Regions from separate parts of the Mus musculus genome. Here region 1 is linked to region 2. Evidence: chromatin contacts called from public Micro-C data. All regions are on one chromosome and are shown on one strand. The core of a region is the stretch at or near the end of the contact, and the rest is flanking DNA. Distances in the headings are between cores, read along the strand shown.

Region 1 (7,563 bases), core at 123-2,622, 140 kb after region 2:
TTTTTCTTTGGTGACCATATTTAATCATTCTTTTTTCTTTTAAGGATTGGCAGATTCTTTACATATTAGTCTGTACTAGCTCTGGGATACAGAAATGATAATATTAACCTACATTTACAATAAGAAAGGCCTTCCATGGGCTGGATAGATGGCTCAGTGGTTAAGAGCACTGACTGCTCTTCCAGAGGTCCTGAGTTTAATTCCCAGCAACCACATGGTGGCTCACAACCATTTGCAGTGGGATCTGATGCCCTCTTCTGGTGTGCCTGGAGATAGCAACAATGTACTCATATACATAAACAAACAAACAAATAATCTCTTTTTAAAAAAGAAAGGCCTTCCATGAATTGCAGAAATGAGCTGATGTATACTATATTAGCCACAAACAACTTCATAAATATGGCTTTGATATATACGATATTAGCCATTGAATTGAACTTCATAATATAGCTTTTGATGAGTTCTTCTCTCCTCTCACTATGAATGAAAGTACAAAATCCCAAAGGCACATCCTCCACTAGTAATGGACTGGACAAATTTAATGTATTATTCTTTCAGAGGTTGGACCCTTGGTCCAATATGGATAATTTTATTTTCCTTATTTCTAACGGATTATTTACTGAGATCAAGACTGTCAAACCATCTTTATTCTCATTTGTCAAGTGGTAAGAATTTGTAGAAGTATAAGGGTAAGAGGGAAAATGACCATTCTGCTATGATGTTGTCCATCATTTTGCCGATCCCTTGCACATTATGTTTTGGTTTACCTGGTCACAGTCATGCCATACAGTCTTACTTATTTGATATTGATTACCTTTCCATGTAAAAATATAAACATGGAGATCATATACAGGAAGGAAGTGTGGGATAGTATGTATATGTATGTACATATATGAGTATGGGATAGTATGTATATATGTGTACAAGCATATGCATGCTCACACAAACTGATACACTTATGTTTCTATACTTATTTTTTCTTCCTTGTGTAGAACATGTCACCAAAGCTGTACATGGCATAGAAAGCTTTTTTTTTTTAAACTTCTAGCTAGGAACTCTAGCTTACTTGATGAACAGTTGTTGATTCCCTTTGGTTCTGTTTGACAGAGTTAGAGAATTTTTCCCTTAGCTCTAGTCTTTGTTTGCCTTGACTGTCTAGCCAGATACAGTACAAGAATCAAACAAAGAGAATTCCCCCAAACCATTATTATGGTTGACTTAAAGACTGCTTCCTTGCAAGACAAACAAAACCTGTAGACACCACAGAAAGACCTTTGGGAAGCTTTTGTTTTTTGAAAAGAAAAACATTGCCTAGCAACATTTGACTATGAATTGGACCTCTTGGGACCCTGCCCCTCCCTGCTGAACTATTGGTTACTGACGGATTCTGGAAGAAGAGCAGCCATTGTGTCTAGTTGCATACCCACCAAGGAGTTCACCAGGCACAAATCGAAAGTTTCAAGTCTGTAGTCACACAATAAACCTCAGTGGGTCTAATGAGCAAAGAAACAAAACAAAATAACAAGCAAAAAACCTCATGAATGTGGGAAGGAGACTTGGGAAGAAGCAGGAATAGTAGAAATGGGAGGGAATTTAGAGAGGGGGCTGTAATAATCCACATGCACATTACACATATATGAAGTGGTCAAAGAACAGACCTAACAAAAGTTCAAAGCAAGCAAAACTTTGCTTTGTCAAAAACAGCTTTACCAAAACTAAAGGAGTTTAATAGCCATCGATCAACTCTGATTTAGTAAGAACTGTTGTAATAGCTAATTACAAAAGCAAGTTTCCTGAAGGTAATTTCTTTCTCAGATGTATCTTGCTTCAGAGGTAATTTTCTGCTTTCTGCTTTGTCATGAAGTCAGCTGAGAAAGTGAACAGCAGAGATGGACACACATATCTCCGTGTTTTTCCTGATCATCATATTAGGAACTCGTCCATATTAATAAACCAAAAAGTATGTTATTGCATTAACATAGAAAACAAGTATGTTGCCAATATCCTAGCTACTACTCCAGGAAGATTTACTCTCTGTTTCACAAGCACTGAACCAACACCTTAAAAACTGAAACAGATCAGAGTTTGCAAGATTCTGGCTTTTTCCTTCCATTTTTTTTAAATGCTATTATTATAGTGTCAGAAGTCACCAAGTTAGCTGTGCTTTGCCTCACTTTAAAGCACTTTAAAGAAAGTTCAAGTTAAGCCTTTGCTTTGAAAATTTCCATAAACCCTCTTAGGACAAGGCTGGCTTACCTCCTGAAGCTGATTGCTGTGTTTCCCTTTCTGAATGAAGCATCGTTTGTGGTATAAGCCTTGTGTTTGAGTTCTTGGTCAGTGTGGCTGTCTCAATTCCACATTTGCCTGCGATCACACTGTGAGTAAACCAGGGTTTTAATCAGTTAATACCATGAAGCCCTTTTCCTCAAACACAGAAGGCTGCAAGCTGAAAGGCTTATTTACACATTGTTCTTATTAACAACTATCACAGAAACTGATTTGAATTTATATAAACCATTTTTGGAGAAGTTGTAAATTTAGGCCTAATAATATACTAAGGGCAAAAGATCCCAGTAATGGCTGGGTTTGGACAATTATTATACGCAATGGCATTTAAGGGACAGTAGAATTTCTAGCTGCCCTTTGGCACCTTGCCTGTTCTCTGCAGTCATTTTGACATTGGGGTATTCTCTGTTTCCACCCAGCTTCAGGGAATAAAGCTCTGCTCTTTTGCTCTGACCTTCCCTTATTTTGCTACAGATCTTACTCTAGCACCTCCATAGAAGAGGCCATGAAAAGGGGTGAGGACCCTCCCACCCCACCACCACGGCCACAGAAAACCCATTCCAGAGCCTCCTCCTTGGATCTGAATAAAGTCTTCCTGCCCAGTGCGCCAGGTGAAGTGTCCCTCTGCATCTACCCAAGCTGTTCCCTTGCCTGTTGGAGCCAGTGCACATACATCCCTGCTGCAGAGGCCTCTGTGTTAGGGAAAAGAGCACACAGACCTGGCAGCTTTCCTTGCCATGCAAGTCTTTATGTTGCTATGATATTCTTGGGCAGGAAAAAAAAATCCCAGACAGATGCATAGCATATGGGGCTGGAGACTTTCCCACACTGCCAAGAATCAAGAATTATGAAGTTCGTTTTTTTTTTTTTTTTTTTTAAGTAGGAGAACAAAAATGCTTCAACTGCAGACTGCCCACTGTGAGCCTGCCTGGCTGCAGTCTTGTCCTCTATATCATGGTAATTTTAAAGTAAGATCACTGCTATTTTCCTGACACATTATGTGTGTTTTTGAGGTCAGAGCTCAGTGACCAGCCCCTGGCCAGAACCTTCTATGGGAGTTTATCCTTGTGTTCTTAGGGTTCAATTCAGAAGACTCCAAATCTGAATGATGTTTGGGTGCTGGGTAGGGGTATAGAGCCGTGGGGCTTGTGGGTGGGCTGCTTTGGAGTTTCTGGGAATTAGTTTTGAGTCAGCAGAGCTGTATAGCTGCACTGGGGCCAGAGGTGTCAGAGAGGACGGCCTTTTCCTTTACTTCCTGTGAGGTAGGTAGGGTGTGTCCTCCTAGGAAAGCCGAGGAACAAAATGTAGGAAACACGCCTTTGCTTCAGCACAGGTGACAGCAGATTGTCTCAGCCGTCATGAGGGGAGCTACAAGGGCCTTTCCACTGATGTATGTAAGCGAACTATCAATAGAATTTCCTGAAATGTTTTCTCGATCTGTATGCAGTTTAAATCAAGGCAGACTTGCCTGGTAGTGATGTGTAGATGATTACCGCTTCTACTAAAGCACAGCGTCTCATTGGCATGAGCTCCGTGTCCTGGCAGAGCTCAGGGTGTTCCCATGTTCTAGTAAATACTCTTCTTATAGTGAAGGTATAGATGGTTTTTTAAATATACACAAATTGGGACTTCTCTATCAAACTGATTCTCTGCAACGAGTTCATCAGATCAAAATTTCTCTTAAATCTTCCACTATACTTTGTTCCAAATTCTGACATAATTTCATAGGTCTTTAGGGTAAGAGTAGCCATAGGTTGATGAGATTATGAAATTTTCACATGGATATAGGATTAGGAACTAGAAGACTCTACTGTGATTGCAAGAAGACTAAAATGATATGGATAGCTGTGTCAGTGTCTTTCCCTTGCATGGACTGAGAATGGAAACGTTATGTGGATCTCAGTGTATTTGGAGCATGGGTCGATGCTTTTTGCCTGTTTGTGTTTCAGAGAGTGAGCTAATCTTTTGCCCCAGATTTTTTATCTTAAAGTAAGGCCAATATGTGCACTTGGGATTGTAAAGCTTTGGTTAGTTGATAAACATACTTCAAATGTTAACCTGCTTGGCCTTAATATGTACCCAAGGCTCACATTTCCATGGATGAAAAGTTCCAGGGGCAGCCCCGATACTTTGTTTTCGAGTGATGAAGACAAAGCCCCAGCACTCCCTTGACGCCAGTGGATAGTTCTGTGATTCTTTCCAGAAAGTTTTTTTAGAATGCTTACAGAAATATCAGAGTACGGTTTAGTTTGTCATCGCACCTATTTGTTAACAAATCTTATATGTTTCTGTCCCCCCTGCTCTGTCTAACTTTGCCCATAACTATATAAGATGTACCCTGAAGTTCCCTTCTTAAGGCTGCTTTAGGGACATTCTGAATTCAGGCAGTGTCTTTTAACATCTTCAATGGTGACATGTATTTCTTGATGAAAAGTATTTTGGTTTGATAAATGTGTTGGAGAGAACTCTTTCATTATGTCTAGATAAATTTAATAGTTGCATTAAAAATAGCTGATAGGGCACTAGGAAAGATGACCCAATTGTTAAGAGTATGGGTCACTCTTCCAGAGGGGCCTAGATTCAGATCCCAGCACCCACATGGCTACTCTAAGTATCCGTAACTCCAGTTCCAGGGCATCCAACGCTCTCTGGCCTCCATGGACACTGCATGTATGTGGCTCACAGACTTATACGCAGGCAAAGTACATGCGCACAAATGATGATGATGATGATGATAATAATAATAATAGCTGGGCAGAGAGATCTGCATTCATAGCCTAATTCCACTGTCTTTTAAGCATAGGTGTACACAACTGGATATTTTTTGTTTTGTTTTCATATAGGGTCTCACTCTTTAGGCCAGGCTGGCCTCAGAATCACTATGTAGTCCCAGGGTAGTCTAGAACTTTTAGGGGAATCCTCCTGCATCAGTCTCTCAAGTACTTACAGAGAAGGCTTACAGAAATGAACTTTTAACAAGCAGTTTAAATTTATCTCATGAGGAATAGAATGTTTCTATAGTATAAAAGGCAGGTGTTATTGTGTCTTAGGTTTCTATTGCTGTGATATAGCCCCGAGATCAAGGGAGCTTACAGAAGGGCTTACAGTTCCAGAGGAATGAGACCAGTCATCACCATGGTGGTTGGAGAAGTGGAGCAGCAAGCAGAAAACTGGCAGCTTACATCTTAAACCACAAGCAGGAAACAGAGAGAAACCCGAAAAAGCACAGGCCCTCAAGCTCTCAAAACCGGTCCTCAGTGGCATAATTCCCCCTCCAGTAAGGCCACACTTCTTAGGCTTGCCTAAACAGGGCCACCAGCAGGGCCAAATATTCAAATGCCTGAGAATAGGAGGGACATCTCACTCAAACCACCATACATTGCATCTACTTTTGTTTCTGTTAGTTCATTCTTACAGAAAAGTACAAGAGGTTTTCTAAATTGCACATAATTTTATTATGTTCTGTATTTCTAGAAAATATTTAAAATGTGATGAACCAGAAATGCCTAAAGTAGAGAGAGACTAGACATACCAGAGGAGTCTGCCTGAGAGAACTTCTATGATCATGCTCATTGCACTTGTCTTTAGACAAACAGGATCAGATTACACTTGCTGTTCCATGTCCTGTCCTTTCCAATTAGCCTTTTTCCCTTTTTCACAGTGAAAAAAAATGTATCATTCTTTTTAATGGATGCATGATATGGATGTACAATAGTTGATTATGCATTGCTGGAAAAATTTCTCCCAACAGACACACACCTTCTTTTCCTCCCCACAATCCCACTTTGCTCTTAGGATTAACCAAGGCCAAAGTTGTCAGTGATTTCAAATCTACACTTACCTTTTCTCGTCCAATTATTTTCTTGTGTTAAATCCTAAATGGAGGGGTTTTGGGATCAAAGGCTATAGATGTTTATGGTCCAGATGTATATTGCTAGACTGCTGCAGAAAGCCCGTGAGCTTGCTTTATTTCTAGCATTGTCTCAGTGTGTCCCCTACACCCTCAGGCATCAGTCTTCATCCTTTTGAATGTAGGCAAAAACTTTCCCGATTCCTTGTAAGTTCAAGCATTTCCCCTACACTATTATTGGCCATTATTTCATCTTTTGTGAATCATTTGCTCACAAGGTTCACTCAGCTTGTGTTGATGAATCACAAGTACCATTTACTATTTTTTTCACCTTTCCTAAGAACTCTGCTTCTCTTCTCTAAGGCATGTGAGAATGTCAACAGGCCATGGGCAGCTGAAATGATCTGCCACTCTGCTAGATCCTTATCCCTCCAGTCTCTCCTTTCACAAGTCTATCTGGGCTGCTCTGTTTATAAAAACAGGAATAAGAAAAGGTATGGTAAAGAAGGGAAGATGGTTTGAGATGAAGCAAGATATTGACTTAAGTGGAAAAAACAAAGCCTTCTTTAAAAGATGGGGCCCACAGGGTGATAGAAAGCAGTATGTGCTGTCAAGGTATGGAGAGAGAGTAGCTTAAAGATAATAGCAATGGCCTGTGCTGTAAGATCAAGAATTGACAAATGGGACCTCATAAAATTGCAAAGCTTCTGTAGGGCAAAAGATACTGTCAATAAGACAAAAAGGCCACTAACAGATTGGGAAAGAATTTTTACCAATCCTAAATCTGATAGGGGACTAATATCCAATATATACAAAGAGCTCAAGAAGCTGAACTCCAGAAATTCAAATAACCCCATTAAAAATGGGGTACAGAGCTAAACAAAGAATTCTCAACCGAGGAATACCGAAGGGCTGAGAAGCACTTGAAAAAATGTTCAACATCCTTAATCATCAGGGAAATGCAAATCAAAACAACCCTGAGATTCTACCTCACATCAGTCAGAATGGCTAGGATCAAAAATTCAGGTGACAGCAGATGCTGGTGAGGATATGGAGAAAGAGGAACACTCTTCCATTGCTGGTGGGATTGCAAACTTGTACAACCACTCTGGAAATCAGTCTGGAGGTTCCTCAGAAAACTGGACATAGTACTACCGGTAGATCCAGCAATACCTCTCCTGGGCATATACCCAGATGATGTTCCAACTGGTAATAAGGACACATGCTCTACTATGTTCATAGAAGCCCGATTTATAATAGCCAGAAGCTGGAAAGAACCCAGATGTCCCTCAACAGAGGAATGGATAGAGAAAATGTGGTATATTTATGCAATGGAGTACTAATCAGCTACTAAAAAACAATGAATTTATGAAATTCTTGGGCAAATGGATGTATCTGGAGGATATCATCCTTAGTGAGGTAACCCA
Region 2 (7,092 bases), core at 3,546-6,045:
ATTGAGCACTCCATTAATTTCCGCCCATTATTAAAGTTTTTTTCTTTAGAAAAGATATTACTACTACTACTATTACTACTTCTGTTGTTGTTGCTGCTGCTGCTGCTGCTGTTGCTGAATAGCCCTGGCTGGCCTAGCACACCTCATGTAGATCCAACAATTCACAAGGTCTGCCTGCTTTGGCCAAGTGCTGGGGTTGTAGGCTTGAACCACTCTGATTGACTTAGTAAGAACACTTAATGTGGCACGTTCCCTCTGTCGTTTTCTAGGTTACATATTACTGCTGCCAGACCCCTTCCGAATGTTCCCCTTCATCTTGGCTGGTCAGGATCTCCCCTGCAGCCTGGAGGCTTGCAGCAGAAGCTGCTCACCTGTCTAGTGCAGTTGGCTTTTTTCTTCACTCAGGCTGCCGAGGAGTCTCTGGTGTGCTTATCTTTGCCAGGGTCATCCTCTCTCCCCACCCCCACTGTCCCATCCATTTACCCTTCCCAGATCCATTTAGTCTCAGCAGACACCAGTCCTCTTGTTGAGTCTTCTTGGGTTAGCACTGGCTCATTGACTGGTTTCTAATTTCCAAACTCCCACAGTACTTAGCCCGGGGTACACAACTTAGCACTTAATTATACATTGTCTCATTTAGTTTTCTTTGTTGTGCTAATCCTTGACTTTTCTAGTGAGGTTGTTGATTCCTTGAAAGCTACATATCGTGTATTTTTTTTTTAAATTCTTTGAAGTATTCCAGCACACACAGGGTAAGCACCCCTTGCCTTATCAATAAATATTGATTATTTTATTTATAGATTGACAGGCATAGATGTGAGACTTCCTCCAGATCAACATTTTAATAATCCACATTGTAATATCTGCTGCTTGATAAATATTTGTCAGCTTTATTGAACCGGCTTGAGTAATGAAGGAAGCGAGCTCCAAATGTGGTACCCAGTTGGACAACTCATACCTGTCAAATGAGGATTAAAATGCCTTCTTGTTGGTCCTAGTGACTGTATTATTTCTCTGTTGCTGTTCTAAAGTCACCATGATCAAAAACAACCTACCAAAGAAAGAGTTGATCTTGGCTTATGGTTCTAGAGGGATACACATATCCATGATGTCGGGGAGACATGAAGGCAAATGGTAGACCTGGTAGAAGGAGCAGAGAGCTCACAACTTCAACCACAACCGTGAAGAGAGTGGACTGGAAATGGTGTGAGGCTCATAATTCTCAAAGTCTGCCCCCAGTGATGCACCTCCTCCAGCAAGGCCATTTATCACCTATACCTCTCCAAACAGTGCAACCAGCAGGAAACCAAGTGTTCAAATATGTGAGTCTGTGGGAGGCCTTTCTCCTTTGGACCATGACAGGGACATGCACCTGTAATTCTAGCATTTGGGAAGTAGAGGCAGGAGGATCACAGACTTGAGGGCAGCCTGGTATACAAAATGAGGTCTTTTCTTTCAAGAAAGTGTCTTTCTGACTGGATGAGGTGTTGCAGGCCTGTAACCACAGTACAGAGCAGGTGGAGGCAGGAAGATCAGGAGTTCAAGGCCAGCCTGTGCTACAAGAGACCTTGTCACTATCTATCTATCTATCTATCTATCTATCTATCTATCTATCTATCTATCTATCTATCATCTTCCTAAGCTACCTTAGACTAGTGTGTACAACAATACCATGTAAAGCTTTTTATATCAGTGGCTATGATATCCTATATTTGTTCTTGCAGGAGTGCTTGGGGGAAGTGAGGCTTGTTGCCTATCATATAGAGCAGACTACTCTGTCATGTGGCTACTCTTCAGGAGAGCAGAGACAGATTGGAAAAGTAGGAAGAGAATAACCTATCTCATGGCTTCTATGTTCCTGAAAAGGCATGACAGTCATGGAAAGTGTGATGAGATTTTGAAGTAGAAATTTTCTAGAGCCAGACAGACTCTGCTATTTCTCTACTTCATCCTTTGTGTATTGCTGCGGTCGTCTCTGTCAGCAGTTCTGAAGCAAAATGTGGAATGAGGAATGAAAGCTTTGAAAAGAGAAATTTTCTGCATTTGTAAGCAAACCTAGGTTCACCTCCTGTTGAGTGCAAAGCTAAGACAGGCAAGGGCAGGGCAGGGAATATGAGTGCTGAAATGTTAATAACTTTACTGGGTAAGATGAGTTATGTCCGAAACAGTACCTTAGTGAACAAAGGAAGCATGGGGATTTTATTCCAGGAGTGGACACACATACATATATGAAAACCCTTTATGGGCAGGCACATTTCTGAGCATGCTCAGTTTAAGGTGCTAGTTCAAGGAGAAGACACACATTTCTGGTTGTACTTAGCTTATGGTCATTTAGCCAGTGTTCAGAAAGCTACAAAAAACAGGCAACTCTTTTGGACTTGATCAGTTTGCATTATAAAGATAACAAGAATGCCTCTGGCTTTGTTCAACGTTCTTGCTAAAGTCTTATGAAATTTTACAAGCAGAAAAAAAAAACCAGACAGTGCATCGGAGCTTGTCTACACGTTCACGTGCACTTAGCTGCTAACATGCTTGGGCTGAATCTTTACTTTTTCTTCTCTGGTACTGGAGGACAGACTTGTGTTTGGCACATGCTGAGCAAATGCTGTGCTACTGAGTCATACCTCCACCATGAATCGTCTATATTTTATTTCTCCAGAGTCCAAAAGGGAAGTATAACTCTGGCTATAATTGAGGTTGACACGTTTCTTTTTTCTTTTGTACATCTCTTTCTTCCCTTTTCCTTGTCTGCTTTTCCATCTTTTGACTTCTTCATTCTTTTCTCTTCCTTCCATTGGTCCTTATTTTAGTTGACTATAATATCAAAGTGTGCTTGTTATCCTTGATAGTATTTTTGACTTGTTTTCGGCTTTTGCTTTTTTGTGTTGTTACTGTTCTTGCAATGGGTCTTCTCTGGAGTGGTCTCTGTCTCTGGAGTGGCAGGATTACAGGTATTTGCTACATCTGACTGCTTCACGCTTTTAATAAAAAACTGTTTGGGATGGAATATATATATATTCTTAATACACACATATTCTTTTATCCCTCTTTTATCACTATGTAGCCCTGGCTGGCATGAGACTCAGTAGCCCAGGCTGGTCTCAAACTCACAGAGATCCTTTGGCCTCTGCATCGTGAGTTCTGGGTTTACAAAGGTATGTGACACCAGGTCTAGGTCTAACAGGTCCTTTAATTAGTGTTTAATCACAAAGAGGTTTCCCCTTTTTGGTTAGTGTTTTGGCATGAGGCATGCATGTACAATGGTTACATTTGTGCAACTCTTCTCAAGAACAATGGCACTTAAGATTTTTCTTTTGGAACCCAGTGTGGTGGCACATGTCTTTTATCCCAGCACTCGGGAGGCAGAAACAGGCAGATCTCCATGAGTTTGAGGTCAGCATGGTTTGAGGCCACAGAGAGTTCTAGGACAGCCAGGGCTATGTAGAGAGACCCTGCCCTAAAAAATAAAAAACAGATTTTTCTTTTGGAAAAAATGCAAATATACAAGACTTATAACTGACATTTTCAACACTGTTGTGGGGCAGACGTTTTTCTTCTAGTATATTATTTGTGGATCCCCCCCCCTTTTTTTTGCAGGCTAGCTTGTAATTCACAGTGTAGCTAGAGTAGATTCAAAATTTTGGTCATTCCCCTGCCCCAGCCTCCTAGTGTTAAGGTTACAAACAAGAACCACCACACTTTTGGCTAGAGCAATAGCCATCAGGGAAGAAGCCCATTTGAACACACACACACACACACACACACACACACACACACACACACACGCACACGCACACGCACACGCACACTGGGTTTTAAAGTTCTGAGTTCCAGTGTTGACTTTTTTGGTAGGAACTTGGACAAATAAATTTTGGACAAAATGTAAAAAACTGTTGTTTTCCTGCCAAAAGAAGTGTTTTCTGAGCCAGATGTCTTAAGAAAAGACCTTGTCTAAAAAAAAAAAAATAAGAAAATAAAAAAATCCTTCCAGAAAGTGAGGACTCTGTGTTACAGAGGTCAGTACTTTCAGGACTTAAGAAGCATAAATTTTCCAGATAGTGTCTCTCACCAACTGTTTCCCAGATTTCAGTCAAGCAGTGGAGCATAATGGACCTCATATCTGAAAAACAAACAAACAAACAAAACCCCAAAACGCCTCTTCCCACTTCTTTCTCAAGGACCTTCTGAAGTACCTTCTTCAAGAAATACCTTCTGGCACTTCTCAGTAAGGTTCAAATCCAGATCCCAGCCATACCTGAGAAAGTGGCCAAACCCCATCATCTCTGGGGTGCTGCTGGGACCCCATTCACATCTTTGTTTTTGTTTGTTTGGTTGTTTTTTTTTTTTTTTTTTTTTAGCTTTTCAGGACATAGGAGGAAGGGAAATCCAACTTTTTGTGACTGGTCCTTTTTCTAATTGGACACCACATCCCTATGGGACTCCTAATGAGACAACATCTCAGTTTTCCCCATCCCCTGAAAAACTCTTTTTCTTGTGTGTGTGTCCAGATGTTCCCTTCTTAGCCAGGGTGGAGAGCCCAAGATGCCCCTCAGGAACACGGTGGGCTAGGTGGGCGTTGGCAGCAGCTCTCTCTGCCTGGCCTCCCTTGCAGAGCAGGTGAAAGGCTTGGGAGGGCGGCAGCCAGAGTTGCGTTCCTTACCTGGCGAAGGGGCGGAGCGGGGCGGGCTTTCGGGGAGGGGCCCAGGTGGGATTTCGGGCTGTGATTGGTCAGCGCCGCGCCTGTCTCCATGTGCCGCGCAGAGGAGGCACAACATTCAAGCCCGGAGGGGGCGGGGCCGGCGCTCTCTTGGAGGAAGCGGCGGCGCTGCAGCTGCGGGGCGTGGGGGCGGCGGCTTCGGAGGCCGAGGCGGCGGTGGTGGCCCTGGCGGCAGCACCAGCACCTCGGCCAGGGAAGGCGGTCGGTTCGGACGCTACAGAAGGCCCTATGGAAGTGGCAGCGGGCGGAGGCTGCGGCGCCGGGCCGCCTTTGCTGCTGAGCGATAGCGAGCAGCAGTGCTACTCTGAGCTCTTCGCGCGCTGTGCGGGCGCTGCAAGCGGGGGCCCCGGACCTGGTCCCCCCGAGGCTACCAGGGTCGCCCCCGGCACTGCCACTGCGGCCGCTGGTCCAGTAGCTGATCTGTTTCGAGCGTCGCAGCTGCCACCAGAGACATTGCACCAGGTATGTCTCTGCGCTCTTTTATCCCTCTCTGGTCTGTGGGGGCAGTGTCTATGGGAAGAATGGGGCAACAACGACTATTCCCAGGGACTATTCCCGGAGATCTGGAGGGCGGTGGCCAGGACCGCAAAAAAAAAAAAAAAAAAAAAAAAAAAAAAAGGGGGGTGCTCTCTTGCCGAGGATGGCGGCGACGCCCTTGTCCCCAGGGACACCAGCCTCCTCTGCAGCTCATCTGCTCCTAGCCTAGTGCTTGGCTGTGCTCTTCGTCTCTTGAGAAAGTCTGACACCCCTATCATATCTGGGGGTTCTACAATCTCCCAGACCCAAAGTTTGCCCTGTTCCGAAAGTGATGTTTGTTTTGGCTGCTGTTTGCTTTAACCTCTGTTCCTTGCTCCTGCCCCTCCCTTTGTTGACTACACTCTCGGGGTGCCTTGTTGGGATTTGAACTTGAAGGGTGTGTACATGTGTGTCTGTAGGCTCTGGGCCTACAGCTACATGTTGTCCTTTATACTTGTGATATGTACATATCTGCTACATAGATTTGTTCACTAATGTATTTCTGATTATTAGTATAGAACTGGAAAACCTTAAAGCCCAATTGTAGAACAGGGACTCAGGGCTACAAGATAGGAACATTGATCAAGTTCAAAGTAAGTTCCCCATTTGGGTCCAGGGGTGGATTCAGAAGTCTACAGCTGTAGTTTGTCATCTTATTGTCACTTGACTTTGACGTGGAGTTACGAAACAGACGGTGTCATAGCTTCTGTCTGTCTGCCCCGTACCTGGAAAGGAGGGAGGAGTGATTCACTGCAGGTGCTGTTTTGTGCTTTCCTCGAGGCTTGGAGAAATTGCTTGGGAAGCCCTTTGTCTGTCGGTTGATGTTACCAGCAGTAAATGGGGATCATATTGTTAATATCAAGCCCTAAATGTGAACCTATACTTAAAAAGCAATAGTGTGAAAGTTATTAGCAACAATGGAATATTTACAGTGGTGAGCAAATGCTTTAAAATGTAGTTCCTAGGAAGTACTGACGGTTTTATGGTTCACTTATCATATCTTTCTCTGCCTTTGTGAGGCCCGCTTTCTTTCTTTCTTTCTTTCTTTCTTTCTTTCTTTCTTTCTTTCTTTCCTTCTTTCTGGCACTCAAGACTGTTTTATACTGCTGGGGTATACATAGATGCTCCTATGTTTATGAGCATAATTTTAGCCACTTGGTTCACCTTTCGAATTGAGGATTTCTGAACATGATTAGTATTCATAGAATTTAGCATGGCTGTTTGTTCCTGTAGAATTCTGTGATAAGAAGATAGTTCTGCCACAGTTGCTAAGCAGTTGAGTTGCACGGGGTGATAAGGAAGTTGGTGTTCTGAAAGAAACTATTACAAGGACCTCAGAATACTGCTGAGCATAATAAATTTACTAAAGTGTCCGAGGCAATGCACCAAATAGTTGTGCTGTACATCTGGCCGGGATTAATTTGTGGACAGTAATACATCAAGTGTGATAAAAGAAAAGGGTGTATGAAAATTGGTTGAGGTTTTCCCAGGAATTGGAGAGGGGATCTTTCTAGTGTGATAACTGATGCTTTCTTGAAGAACATATAATTTAAAAAGAACCAAAGGTACTCAGCCCAGAGAAATAAAACACAGCCCTTTTAACATAACAAGTTAGAATGGCCCATTACTCTTGGTACAGGTAACAATTAACATTTAAAGTCACCCTGAACTGGGAAGGGTAGTCAAAACTGGGATCTAGTGGCTATCTAACTTTTATCTACCACTTTGGTGATGTGTGTGTGCCCTGTCTGACTTCATTTGTTTTAATTCATTAGTATACTAGCGATTTTAAAACAAATGTAGAAAACTTCCCCCTTTCCCTTCTAAACCGAAACCTGTAAGTTCAGATGTAAGTGGCC

The links. Hi-C and Micro-C count contacts between places; a contact is called where the count stands out from the background.
Region 1: a contact with region 2 is called in a Micro-C map of embryonic stem cells, with 2.4 times the contacts expected there. The contact joins the enhancer-like site here to the promoter of Reps2 in region 2. A contact is called at or near these places in 2 of 39 promoter capture datasets (both in liver), 6 of 484 Hi-C or Micro-C datasets (cerebral cortex, embryonic stem cells, muscle stem cells and 3 more), 2 of 115 datasets of contacts at active chromatin or transcription factors (bone marrow-derived macrophages and fibro-adipogenic progenitors) and 3 of 9 other capture datasets (adipose tissue, liver and pancreatic islet).

Annotation. Positions count from the first base shown.
Region 1 is chrX:162,499,105-162,506,667 of GRCm38.p6, reverse strand. It overlaps Reps2 (RALBP1 associated Eps domain containing protein 2), which reads left to right. Exons shown (of 18, transcript NM_178256.4): 13 at 2,761-2,897. Among named protein-coding and RNA genes, the nearest start is that of Reps2, 140 kb to the left of the region's middle. Within about 2 kb of position 1,372, at least 8 of the 459 cell types and tissues checked have an H3K27ac peak or open chromatin away from gene starts, as enhancers often do. A contact at or near this core is called in embryonic stem cells, where this site is marked.
Region 2 is chrX:162,641,361-162,648,452 of GRCm38.p6, reverse strand. Reps2 (RALBP1 associated Eps domain containing protein 2) reads left to right here and starts at 4,795. Exons shown (of 18, transcript NM_178256.4): 1 at 4,795-5,179. The coding sequence starts at 4,946.